Linked DNA regions of Rattus norvegicus: region 2 is linked to region 1. Evidence: chromatin contacts called from public Hi-C data. All regions are on one chromosome and are shown on one strand. Each heading gives the region's core, a stretch centred on a gene start, on an enhancer-like site or on the middle of the called end of the contact. The rest is flanking DNA. Distances are from core to core; before and after follow the strand shown. Region 1 overlaps LOC108352076 (a long non-coding RNA gene). Region 2 holds the start of LOC134480677 (a long non-coding RNA gene).

The links. Hi-C and Micro-C count contacts between places; a contact is called where the count stands out from the background.
Region 2: a contact with region 1 is called in a Hi-C map of kidney, with 1.6 times the contacts expected there. The contact joins two enhancer-like sites. A contact is called at or near these places in 2 of 12 Hi-C or Micro-C datasets (kidney and liver).

What each region holds. Positions count from the first base shown.
Region 1 is chr10:28,861,887-28,868,686 of GRCr8, reverse strand. LOC108352076 (a long non-coding RNA gene) reads right to left here. Exons shown (of 5, transcript XR_005490142.2): 5 at 5,915-6,800. It also overlaps a transcript of Adra1b not described here. Among named protein-coding and RNA genes, the nearest start is that of Adra1b, 51 kb to the right of the region's middle. Within about 2 kb of position 3,491, at least 3 of the 93 cell types and tissues checked have an H3K27ac peak or open chromatin away from gene starts, as enhancers often do. A contact at or near this core is called in kidney, where this site is marked.
Region 2 is chr10:28,928,080-28,934,755 of GRCr8, reverse strand. LOC134480677 (a long non-coding RNA gene) reads right to left here and starts at 6,383. Exons shown (of 2, transcript XR_010055330.1): 1 at 6,277-6,383; 2 at 2,802-2,978. Within about 2 kb of position 3,530, at least 1 of the 93 cell types and tissues checked has an H3K27ac peak or open chromatin away from gene starts, as enhancers often do. A contact at or near this core is called in kidney, where this site is marked.

The sequences.
Region 1 (6,800 bases), core at 2,242-4,741:
TTAGGCTCATGGAAACATAGCTCTGGGTATTGGTATGAGGGTTTTTCCAGAGAGGTTTGACTAGGGTGGGAAGACCTTTGTGGTGGTTTGAATATGCTTGGCCCAGGAAGAGGCACTATTAGGAGGTGTGGCATTGTTGGAGTAGGTACGATCTTGTTGGAGGAAGTGTGTCACTGTAGGAGTGGGTAATGAGACCCTCCTCCTAACCACATGGGAACCAGTCTCCTCCTAGTGACCTTCAGATGAAGAGGTAGACCTCTCAGCATCTCCTGCACCATGCCTGTCTGGATGTTGTCATCCTCCCGCCTGGATGATAATGGACTGAACCTCCAAACCTATAAGCCAGCTTCAATTAAATGTTGTCCTGTTAAGAGTTGCCTTGGTCGTGGTGTCTCTTCACAGCAGTAAAACCCTAACTAAGACAACCTCTATTGAATGTGGGTGGTACCGTGCCATAAGCTGGGATCTCAGACTGAATATGGAGGAGAAAGAGAGCTGCATGCCAGCATCCATTTCTTTCTATCTCCTGATTATGGATGCAAAGTGACCAGAGACATCAAGCAAGCTCCTGTTTCCATGCCTTCCTTCCATGGTAGGCTCTAACCTTGAACTGTGAGTCAAAAGAATCCCTTCCTTCCTCAAGTTGCTTGTCAGTCACTTGGTCGCAGCAATGTTGGAATAGAGATACATTCCCTCCAACCCATTGTGTTACTCAGCAATTTGCACAGACACAAGGCTTGTTGTGACTCATGGTTTCAACCCACTATTGTTTGTCCTATTACTTTATTTTGTGGAGACATAGTTTACATGGAAGAAGTCTATGGCAATGGGTCTGGAATTAGGCAGATAAAGCCAAGTACAACTGTGATCTTTAAGCTAACAGTGCATGGACGTGTAGATTTGGTGCCCATAGTACCTCTTCCATGATAATTTAAACATGCACCTCAAAACTGGGAGACACCACACAAAATATCTAGCTTCTGGTTTCTTCTAAAATCTAAAAGCATCTGGTTTCAGTGGCGTACCATTCCAGAGTCAGAATCGACCCCACCAGCTGTAGGCACTCTTTGACAAGAGACTCCCAGTCTCCAACTAACCCCTTGTATACACTTATACAATATATATTGTCCTGACCCTACAGATATGTGCGTTTGAGTCTTTTGAATTAAGACAGAAAAGAAGGAAAGAGAGAGGACCAAATAAGGAAAGCTTTCTCCATGTGTCAGTTCAGCTGCTTTGGGACAGGTGTGATTATGGAATCCTGTTGCTTTATTTAACAAAAGTCAACGTATTGATGACCACAGGGTGAGAACGGGGTTTGAGAACACCAAAGCTCTGAATCTACTTCTCTATGCTTTTTGCTTTAACCTTGGCTGGCAGAGCAGCTGCCATAGCCTCAAACCCTATGTCCTTATATGACGATGTACAACAAAAAGGATCAGCGTATTTCTAGCCATTCCTTTGTCTTCTCTGGAAGCAGAAATTTTCCAGAACATTATAAAAGACTGTGACTCAGGTCCCATTGGCCAGAAGTGGACTGTCTGGCTATCCCTAAGTCAATCACTAGTGAATAAGAACAAGATTGCCGTGTGTGAATGAAAACACACAGAGTCCGTCCCTTGGATCTAACAGAGAGGTCCATCTTAGCACATGGCTGTATATACAATCTGGTGGAATGTGGAAGGTGGCAGATGCTTATGATACCTACCATTTGGGGAAGGCAGAGCCGTAGGGTGTCTTAATGTTCTATAACAATTGGGATCCTGGGGAAATCTGCAGAAGTTGAGAGACATGGTGGGATAGAGTTAAGGCCTCTTTGTCTTTTCTACATGACTTTCTATATGGTATAACCTCTTTTATTTTTTTTAATGAATTTGCCCACCCTTCCTTTCATCCTTGGGATCTGATGCTTGTTTCAGATATTTACCAGCCAGTAGAAAGCAGCTCCCCATTCTGTACCTGTTCTAGAATTTTCCATGTTTTCTTCCCCTAAGAGGTGGAAGACCTTTGGAGTAAGCCTGAGACTGTGCTTTGGTCTGAAGGTCAGTTTGTCTGCTTAAAATGCTTTTCCGAAAATACAGTAGATGTCTTAGAACAGGGGGGCTGAATCATTCACTGGGATTCGATGCCTGGCCCTATATCGTACCTCAGCTCACTCACCCTCAGGCAACCCAGAGCTTTGCATCCTAGGAAACAGTTGTCATATAAAGATATCACATCTGACACTACGTGTCACACATCTCCTTATCAAGTCACCCTTATAAGACGGAAGAACCCAGCAAAGCTGTTGGCTATGCAAGGCCCTGGGCAGCAGAAGGACTCATTCTGAACCCCTTCCTTCACACTGCACCAAACTGGAATGTTGTCCCAGGAGGCTGTCCTTAGGGAGCCCTCCAGACTCTCTGGCTGCTATGCACCCAAGCCAACAGCACATCCATCAAATTCCAAAAACTGAAAGAAAAAAAATGATTGTTTCCATGCTCTGTGTCAGCACCATGGTCTCTAGCTTCCAGGATTCAAATCCTTCATCTCATCAAATCCTCTTGACAAGCACGCAGCCACAAGGGCCAAAAATGGAATCCAATCGTAATTCTTTACTAGACGCTTAGATTCATGAACCTGTTTAAGACTCTCCTTAACTCTATAATGCAGGTCCCATACTAACTCCACTTTGTAAGCAGGGACCCAAAGGTGAGACAGCTCACCCAAGGCTGCCCAAAGTAGCCAGGAGCCAAGCCGTGTTGTAAGTTCAGATCTGCCTAGCACAAAATCTGAGCTAGAATTACTGTATTCTTCTCAGTCTAGGAAGAGCCCAAATAAAGGGTTTTTGAAACCCTGAAGGCAAATAATGGGCATTATGTCATTAAAGTGATTAGTCTCTGGCTGAGCATGTGACTCCATAGGGAAACTACTTTTTCCATGTACAAAGCCCTGGGTATGGTCTCCAGAACCACATAAATTGGACATAGCGATACATGACTATAGTCCCAGCACTCAGAAGGTGGAAACTGAGGATCAGAAGATAGATCATGCTCAACTACATAGCCTCAGCTGTTTAGCAAGTCTGAGGCCAGCCTATGCTACATGAGATCCTGGATATATATATATTCATATATTCATATATACATCTCTATATATTCTTATATTCTTTTGAGAAAAAAATATTGATTTGCTTTTGGGAAGGTGATTATTCTCCCCCTCCTGATTCTCCCTTCTCCCTAGAGCTTACCTTCCTGGCCCTCTTCATCTCTATTCTTCCTTGGGAACAACCTTAAGACACAAGGAGTCAGTTGAGTGTCCTATACCACAGATGAGTGAATTTAGGTATCTTCAGATGCTATGGCCAGGATCCTATGGTTTCATTAGGTCCTAAAATTAAAGGAGGAAACTTCCAGGCAAGTCCGAATGCCAGGGTGATCTCTAGGTCAAGGCTAACAGGCTCAGAGTGACCCATTGGGATCAACAGTCCAGAGTAAGTAGCAGAGTGTTGCCTAAGCCATGTTCATGGCTTGCAGCCAAAGTCATGGTCCAGGGTCACAGCTTGAAGCTTGCACTGAGCAGCTTGTGGCCAGTCCAAGAGTTTTCTGTCCTTGCTCAGAACACAGTTCATGGTACACATGAACCAACTAACAGCAATGAAAAGGGAAGAGCATGCACATCCTGAGCAGTCTTTTCTCATCACTAAGATAACATACATAGTTGGGTGTATAGTCCGTCATGGTGGGGAAGGCATGGCAGTGGGAGCATAAAGCACTTAATCACATTGCAGCCATAGTAAAGAAACGGTACTCAGTTCTCCCTCTCTCTCTCTCTCTCTCTCTCTCTCTCTCTCTCTCTCTCTCTCTCTCTCTCTCTCTCTCTCTCCTCTTTTAGCTTCAGTCCAGGACCAACAATTAGAGTTGGTCCTCTCAACTCAATTAGCCCAGTCAAGAAACTCCCTCATAAACATGCCCAGAAGTTTGTCTCCTAGGCAATTCTACATCTTGTAAAGTAGACAATGAACAATAACTGTCACAGCAATCAATGAACCAAAGTGTTACTGGATGACAGTGGCATCTCACTCCTCTTAGGCAGCATGTGTTATAGTGAGCTACCCGTGCTGGCATCATCTTTAATTTTTGCCATGATCCTCAGAAATCAATAGGTATCCATGACTCTCCATTTTATAGATGAACAAAATGAGGCTGCAGGGATTGGATGATCTGTCAAAGGTCTTATGGTGGAATAGGCAAGAGTAGAACCTTGGGCTGTGTCCTGAGAGAATATTGTTTTCTCTGTACTATATACCCTACCTAAGAGCTGGAGCTATGAGGCCTTTGTAACTAAGAAGTTGACAAGATGACATGTGTGTCCCTCCCTGAGCTAACCTCTTGAGTACCGCCTGTATCAGGAAGAGTCCTAAGCAATTATGAGTCATAATGTGTGAGGCCCAGGGCCTGCCCAAAATGCTCAATGCTCAACAGCCCACTCCTGATCTTCTAGAATTATTCAACATCTGACAGAGGATGGGGGAGACAGCTCATCCAGCAAAGAGCTTGCCTTAAAAGCATAAAATTAGAGTTCCATCCCCAGAATCCAAATAAAAGAAAAGCTAGGACGGTAGCACACATTTATGAATCCAGCCCTGAGACAAGCACCCACTGAACAGCTAGCCCAGCCTACTTGGCAAGTTCTGGACCAATGAGAAACCCTGTCTCAAAAAATAAAGTCATTGGCAGGAACAAGTAACAGATGTGGTTGTTCTCTGGCCTCTGCCTACACGTATACACATATATGCATACCTACCCCCAACACACCACACATACACATACACACACACACACACACACACACACACACACACACACACACACACACACAAAACCCAGCAAAAAGGCATCACCTCCTCAGGAAAGCAGGACAGGTCCCTGGGTGCATATTTCCCATGTCACGTGTTCTGTTTCTTTCAGAAGCAGGACAGAGGTAGGGCATCTGGATGTAGGATTAAACTGTGTCATTTTGAATCAAAATGGCATCCTTCCTGATCAGTGGCCTCTGTCAACCTAGAAAAAATTCTATTGTTTGAGTTTGGGAAAGATTTGCTCAGATTAGCATAGAGATTGCCTGGACCCTGGGGACAGGGGCTCAACAGCTGATAAAGGAGCAGCTGGAAGACAGTCAGCTCAGTTTCTACGCTTGGCTTCACCACCCTGGAGTGACACAGCAATTCTCCAGGTTCCAGCTCCTAGAGCAACAGGCGCCTGCCTGCAAGAGAGCACAGCAGTGGGAATGACATCTTTCGGTTATCCAATCACTCTTCATTGGTAGGACTCCTTGGGAATGATTTCCGACTCCCTCTTGAACAGCCAGGGCTATAAATAAAGATCCCCAGAGAGACTGAATCCTGCCCTTCATTCTGGTTGCCTCTATGACTCATCCCACAAGCCAGTTCTTCATTCATTCCCCTGATTCTGAGGGGAAAGTGAGTCAGGTGTGGAGGTCAGAGCCACATGTGACCATTGTCCCTGCATCCCATGAGCATCCACTTAGGTACAGGCCATGGGAACTCATGCGTGTGTCTGTGTGCACATCTGCGTCTCCTGTGACAGGTTGTTTAATTTTAAAGGAGCGTCTCTCACACAGATCCAGAATGACAACCATTAGCTAGGACTCCCTGTGACGTCACAGAACCTTCTCTGCAGAACTGCCCTATGCTAAGCAAGGTGAACAGGACGTGTTCTCTTGTGTCTCCATGGACTGCCGTTGCTTAAAACAAATAAAATCCCTGAGTGGGGCAGCAGAGCTCGAGGAAGCAATGCATCATGGAAAGCAGAGCCTCTTCTGAAATAGAACAAGGAAGGCCTTGATTCCTGGGACCTTCTTCCAGCCAGGCTCTCACTGAGCCCTGCACAACTATAACCTGTGTCTTGTCCCATTGTCCAAAGATGGCAAACCCATCCCAGAGAAACTAAACAACCTTCCTAAAATCCCTCAAGCTATAAGGGTTTGCAGTGAGCTCTCCAAGCAGGAATTTGGGGTAGAGTCCAAGTGACCCTTTCATCTCAATGTTCAACAAATGCTTTCTCTACCCCTCGGACCTGTGAACACCCATCATTCTGTTCCAGGGTAGAAAAAAGTGCAAAGCTCAAGGCAGGCCTTCCACCACTGGGATGGAATGAGTGCTTGAGGCAGGCTAGTTGCGAAGCATAGCAGTTGATTTCGCTCACAGCTTTAGAGAGCATGTCACCTTCGGTGGCTCAGCTCTAGCTAGTGGTACATGGACATGGTGGAGGGCAATAATGGAGGTCACTCATGCAGAATCGAGAAAAGGGAGACTAGGAGGGACCACTGCTGGTTTTTGTGACTCATTCTCCTGAAACTTTACCATAGGCTATGAGTGTCCTCGTAAAGAGTGTTCTCCCTCTTGAGTTGAAGACTTTCCTCCAAGCTCCACCTCTTAAAGGTACCATATCTCCAAAACTAGAAAGACACAAGCTTTCCATCCAGGAATCAGTAGGGAACAGTTAAACATACCCAAACTGCACCACCCCTCCATCTTTACTCATTGCTGAACTCCTGGAAGTGCTGATTCCCAATCTGCCCCCTTTACATCTCTACCCATAAGCTTTCTAATGTCCTCTGGCAAGAGAGACACCAACTCTAATTCCTTCCCCTTATCACTGCTTTTCAAATAGCCAGTGACAGCCACTGTGCCACTTCCTCCCTGAACCAGGCTCTCAACCATTTCACACGTGAAAAAATTTCAAATCTCCAAATATATTTGCTCATCACTGTATCCCTTGGACTGGGACACTGCTCCA
Region 2 (6,676 bases), core at 2,281-4,780, 66 kb before region 1:
GAAGGAGAGGGAGAGAATTGCCCTGACTTGGAAGCAGAGGGATTAGACATAAGAGCTGGAGGAAAGAAAGCAGCTAGCCATGTAAAAATTCAAGAAAATGGCACTAGGTACTACTCCCCCGATTGGGTCTGGGATAGCAGAGATGAAATGTTGATTTAGTAAGTTGACTTAGGAAAGTTGGAGGGGAGAATGTAGGCTAGCCGAGGGGAGAATTAGAAATGCCCAGCCATTGAGCTAGTCAAGGCATATCAAAATTAGCCTGTGTGTGTGTGTGTGTGTGTGTGTGTGTGTGTGTGTGTGTGTGTGTGTGTGTGTGTGTGATTTGTGAATCCAGAGAGCTCTTGGACATGTGCATGTATGCATGAGACCCACCAGTAGCCAAAGTGGTTTAACTTACCTACCACTACAAAGCAGTGACTTGGATCAGCCATTTTATTTTATTTTTTTCATAGAATCCAGAGCTGTACCTGTCTTTCCCTCCCGAGTACTGGGAGTGTCATTTCCATTCTTACTGTGCTTTTGTTTTATGTACAATTTGTAGGTTGGCTAGATGTTCTTTGTTGTGCTTAAGGTTTATAAAAATGGTGTGGCAGTTTAAAAATGCTTGTCCCAGGGAGTGGCACTATTACGAGATGTGGCCTTGTTGGAGTAGGTGTGAGCTTATTGTAGGAAATGTGTCATTGCCAGAGTGGGCTTTGAGACCCTTCTTCCAGCTGTCTGGAAGCCTAGTCTCCTGTTTGCCTTCAGAAAAAGACGTAGAACTCTCAGCTCCTCCAGTGCCATGTGTGCCTGAATGTTGCCACCCTTCCTGCCATGATGATAATGGACTGAAACTCAGAACCTCAAGCCTACCTCAGTTACATGTGGTCCTTTATTAGAGTTGCCTTGGTCACGGTGTCTCTTCACAACGATGAAAACCCTAGCTAAGATAAATGGGAAACTTGGTTTTGGTTTGTTTTCTGTATTTTATTTTTTTAAAGAGCTTAGGGACAGCATGACCAAACAATAATTATCTGCAGGTTCACCTGAACTGTTAGTGGAGATGGCACTAGCTGGAGATTAAACTAAGCTGGAGTAGTTGAGGAGGAACCCCACCATAGCAATAATCCTTGAAAGAAGAGAAAGTGGAAGCCATGTGTTTTTCTGATCTGGTCTAAATGTGGGAGTCATACAATGTCATTGCCATTCTTACTGTATTGCTTAATAGAATCATGAGTCTATGTGATGTACTCAAGGGATAATGCCCATCTAAGTTCACAGATTCAAGAAGACTCTAAAACTTTTGTTGATTTTTTGTGACTTCTACATCATGAACCCCCTAGTATTCAGCCTCTACCTTTGCAGCTCCCCCCAAGAGAAAAGAAAGAACACACAAACAAAACAAGGCATAGAAAACATCTCATCGTGGAAGTTACAGTGTATCCCAGTGTATCCTACTATCAATCCCTCTGTCCACACATCTTCACTTGCAAATGTTCATTTGCAATGAGTCTTTGGTCTGCTTGGAGGTCTCTGGCTTCTGAGACACCATCAATATTGGATCCTCATCAGGACTCCTCCCAGGTATCCAGTGGTTACCCTTTGTCATGGAGATCCTGCAGCTTTGGGTCAGCAGAATAGGCCCTTTCATGCACTCCAACAATTTACAGATGAAGTTTATTTTGGAGTGGGCCAACTCAAAGGTGTTAGCTGAGCTGATCATCCTGCAGACTCTCCCGCACCCACACCACCAGGGTGCCCTTTCCAGCATGACTCTGGCTAGGCTGCCATTGGCAGGAGGTAGGGTCAGTTTTCATGATCTCATCTCCCCTGCCCCAGGGCAGGGCACCTGCACCCATACCTCCACATCCAGCTTCACTGTGCTGCCCAGAGGAGGTGCAGGTCCTACTCTCCCAAGTGTTACAGTCAGTGAGGGACAGGAATAGCTCTCCAGCATTCATGCTTTCGGGTCCAACACTCTCAGGTGGCAAGGGGTGAGGAGGTGAGGACATCACCCCTGTGCCCTGTGCCCTGTGCCCTGTGCCCTCTCACCTCACAGTTGACAAGGGTCAGGGTCAGCTCACCTGTGGCCCCTGCAACCAGGGAGAAACTCTTCTGCTGACTCTAACTCTTGATAAAGCAAAGCCAAAGTTATCTTAGAGAAAAGCAAACCAATGGGCAATATTGAAAGGCAAGCTGTATTGGTTTTGTTTTCTGTAGCTGCAATAAAATTCCTGGACTAAAGCAATTAAGGGAGAAACAGTTTATTTTAGCTCATAGTTCCTGGTGACAGTCTACTATAGCAGGGAGCTTGAGGAAGGTGAACATATCACATTCATAGTAAGGACACAGAGATATGTATGTATGGATGCATGCTGATGATCAGTTCAATTTCTCCTCTTTAGGATATCTTCTGCCTAGGGAATGGTGCCACCCACAGAGGATGGGTTTTCCCACCCAAATTAAAGAAATCAAGATAATCCCCCAGAGGCATTACAACAGGCCAAACTGAACTAGATTTAACATTTGAAAGCATTCTTTGTCTGCTGCCCACTAGATATCATGCAGTCAAAGTCAAATACATGGCAATCAAAATTGTCTTCAGGCATTGTATGTTGCCAAATGTCCCTGGGTAACAAAGACACCATCAAACCTAGCTGAAAGGGGCTTAAGACAAACCCTACAAGTCATGAGGTCTCTGGAGTTTAATGTGGTTCTTTTTAAACCCCAAATCCTTATATCCAAAATAGTTCTAGCTACAAAATTAGAGACAACATAAAATGGTCCCAAAGAGAGAAAAAGACAAATAACTTCCAGAATAATGTTTTTGTCTGCATATTCTTTAATTCATGGGCCCTTCATAACAGCATCGTGTTCAGCTGGGTGACACTGGGTGGGAGGCAAAGATTCCTGAGAGTACTGGATATTCCAGTCCAGGGCTGTTTGCCACCAAGGAACAGGGATTGGCTTCACCTTCCTCTTTCTGATGATGGACAAGCCTGCAGTCACGAAACAAGACAATCAGGCAACATAAGAAACTGATCTCAGCTATTCTTGCTATTTAAAGTAGGATTTTACAGGCATGTTTGACAGTTGGTAGTCTCGTTGCCCTTTTTTTTAAAGACAAGAGGGAAAACAAAGAATGACTCAAATCAACAGCCATGGACTGGCTACCTACTGTGTTCCCAGTGCCCCACTTGATCCATCTTCTTTTATGGCACGAATCACTTGCAATGGGAAATAAACTGCTACCTCTGGATATGGCTGCAGTGTGGTCTCATTTGGCAAATCCAACATGGAACAAGCTTCAAGGTCGCCTCCAGGGCTTTGGATGCCAAGGAATTTCAATCTCATCCCACAGGGATATGTTAGCAAGAAGCATCGTTGTCAGTCAAGGTTGGGAAATAGTGCTCCTTCACAAGAAGACTGAGGAGTCTGACAACTTTGTCCTCTTGTTCAATCCCAGAGGGCTGTAGGGTTAATGTTCACCTTCAGCAGAGCTGACCTCCTGAACTTGCATTCTCTCCAGTCCTGTTTCTTCACTCTTTGGCCCAACTTGGTGAGGGGAGGACAGGAGCCAGAGCCAAGATCCTCACTGGGGAAATGAGCCGGGTCCTCTCTTGCTCCATTGCTCAAGGTGGATTCTTGACCCCACAAGGTTACAGTACTTGCACACTCTGAGAGGAGTGGAGACAAAGCTGCCTCGATGGGGCTCAGAAAACACATTCTGGCTTGGCAGCACTTGAGAGGATTCTAGAGACTTTGTATTAGATTTTATTTTGTTTTGTCCATAGACCCTTCAAGGACATTGCTGCAATAGCCTCTCGGGGCTCACTCTCCCATCATTCTCCTCCCATGAGCTGCCAAGAACCTGTCCTGGCCCAGGTCCATCCCCAGCATCCTCCACCCACATCAGGGCAATCACCTTCTTTCCCAATGAGTGGCCAACTTTCCTGAGGTCATCTCCAGGCAAAGGCACAGGGAGCTCAGCCTGCTAACAACCACCACTCACCTGTCTCTTCCCTAGTGATTGCCATATTCCAAATGCCAGTTTAAACATGCCATCTGCCGTGTAAGTCAGGACAATCTCAGAAAGCAGATATAATTACTGTCTTCTTTTATAAGTTATACTGAGGACACAGAAGGACTTGTTGGTGGCCAACAGTTTCTATACAGACCTGGCTCTGACTCCAAATCTGGGTCTCCTTGGGCCTCCAGTCCCTCTTCTCTGCACTTCCTTGGGGAGCTGCCCCCTTGCTCTGCCTCTTGGAACACATTGCTTTTGTTCTGGATTTTCTCTAGTAAATTATCCACTCCTTCTGATCTACAGCTCCCGTGCTAGGTATAGTCTCGGTTCTACTATGAATAAACTGTTTTTATGTCTCTATTGGTATATAATTATATATATAAATGAATTTCATTATGACATTTTAATACATGTGTATAATGTATTTTGTCCCTATTAATACCCAGAACTTTTCTTCTCTCCTTCCCATCCCTGCTGATCCCTCCCTCTTTCAAATTAACCCTCTTTTAGTCTCTGTCATATATGTGTGTATGTGTGTGTGCGTGTGTGTGTGAGAGAGAGAGAGAGAGGGAGAGAGAGAGAGAGAGAGAGAGAGAGAGAGAGAGAGAGAGAGATAGAGAGAATCAGTGAATTCCAGTAGAGTTATTTACAGAGGCACCTGATCAGTGGCTATATAGCACCTATAGTAGCCATTTCCTGCCTATAAATCCCCAAAAGGATAGCCTCACTTGCTGAAAATTCTTCCAACCTTCAGGACATCAGTTTTCTCATCAATAGCATTCTGGTTCCAACCCATATTATTGTCAGCATAGGAACTGAGCTAGCCTATGTGTCTCTGAGTCCGCAAAAGCACATACCTGAAAGATCTTATCCCACCGATGCAGAGGTAAGTCCCCTATGTCCTAAGACTCAGGCTCTACCTGGGATGCTAAGCACCCTATGAGATCTCCACATATAAACACAAACAGGCTGCCTGGTAGCTTCCCAGTGCAGGGACAATAGCTTCTCTTGGCTCTTTCCTCATAGAAAGGTCACATTCCTTGGCCTAGAGGCCCAGCACAAGGAAATAAGGCTGCCAGACATAAAACATTAGGGGCTCTGATTTGCTTTGTTTTGATTTTTAACTTCTAAACCTCCAGATTCTCTTGCTTATTTCTGAGGCAGGAGGAGGAGGGTGGAGGGGTGCTGAGTTCAGCAGAGAGGAGAGAAGCTCCTTGCTGGCAGTTGTTAAACAGAAAAACTGTCAAACCAGGGCCGAGGCCAGTGGGTTTCACTAGAGTCAAGCTGTGAACAGTTCTCTGTAGACCTCAGACCCAGACTTGGCTTAAAGAGAGGCTCAGAATGCCATTTTAAAGCTCTGTTGATTCTGCTGTATCCATCCTGGGTCTTCATGATAAAGCACCCCAAACTAGTAGTGTCTTAGAACAGCAGAAAGTATTATGTTGTGGATCTGAAGACTAGTAACCCAAGGTCAAGGTATCAGCAGCCACTGGTCATTATAAAATCTGTAGTGGGGAAAAAAGTCTCCCTGCTTCTTCCAGCTTTTGAGGGTTCTTGGCTGATGACAGTATTATTCCAATCTCTGCCTCTGCTTTCCATGCTAAACCACCCTGTGCAAGACAGGCAGGTGATCTGCCTCTGAGCCCCATCCACAGTCCCATGCATTTTGCCATCTTGCCTCTGTTTTTATGTGGCCTTCTCCATGCCTCCTTCCCCATTCCTCTCTCTCTCTTCCTCTCTCACATGTGCATATTCGTGTGTGTAAGTGGGACATAGTATACAGGTGTACATGCCCATGTATATGTGTATGTGTGAAGGTCAGTAGACAATCTCAAGTGTCATTCCCTCTCAGGCACTGTCTGCCCTGTGAGTTTGTTTGTTTGTTTCTGAGGCAGGGTCGCTTACTGGCCTGGGGTTACCCAACTAGGCTTGACTGGATTGCCATCGAGCCTCAAGGATCCAGCTTACCCAGCCCTGAGAGTACCCACCATGCGTGGGCTCTTTTAGGTTGGTATTGAACTTGGGTTCTCATGCATGCACAGGGAACAGGTTAGAGACTAAGACAGATTTCCCATTTCTGTAAGGGATTACAGCTCCCTCCTGCCTTAAAGACTTATTTATTTATTTATTTATTTATTTATTTATTTATTTATTTATTTTGTACTTCTACAAGGTGCTGTTTTTGCAGTCCTTGGGGGTGGAAAGCCAACAGAGCATGTCACGGAGCTTCATAATTAATTCTTAACATCTACCCTCCCCACACCAGGTACCTGCTAGACAAGTAGAGGCTTGAAAGGTGTGAGTTCACATCCTAGTCTGTCAGTGGCTAGCCACTTGGTTTTGACAGGTGATTTGGACCACAGACCCACACCTTGCTTCAAAAAAGAAAAAGAAAAAAGTTTAAATGAGATCACCGGACTCGGCAAAATTTAGAGCTAGAGGTAGTCCCTGAGATCATTCAGCATTTCCTGACCAAAATATTACTCCTATAAAGTCACTTTGGGTAAGATGTGCGAAATCTGTTGAGTCTCTCTCAGGGCTTTAAGGGTACATTGGCATGGTGAAGACCCAAAAAAGCGCCATGGTAAAGAAGGTTGTCGCTGTGTCTCCCACACATCTCAGAAACCTGTCTCTTGGATAATCCTGACAATGCTCTCGATCAGTGCTCCA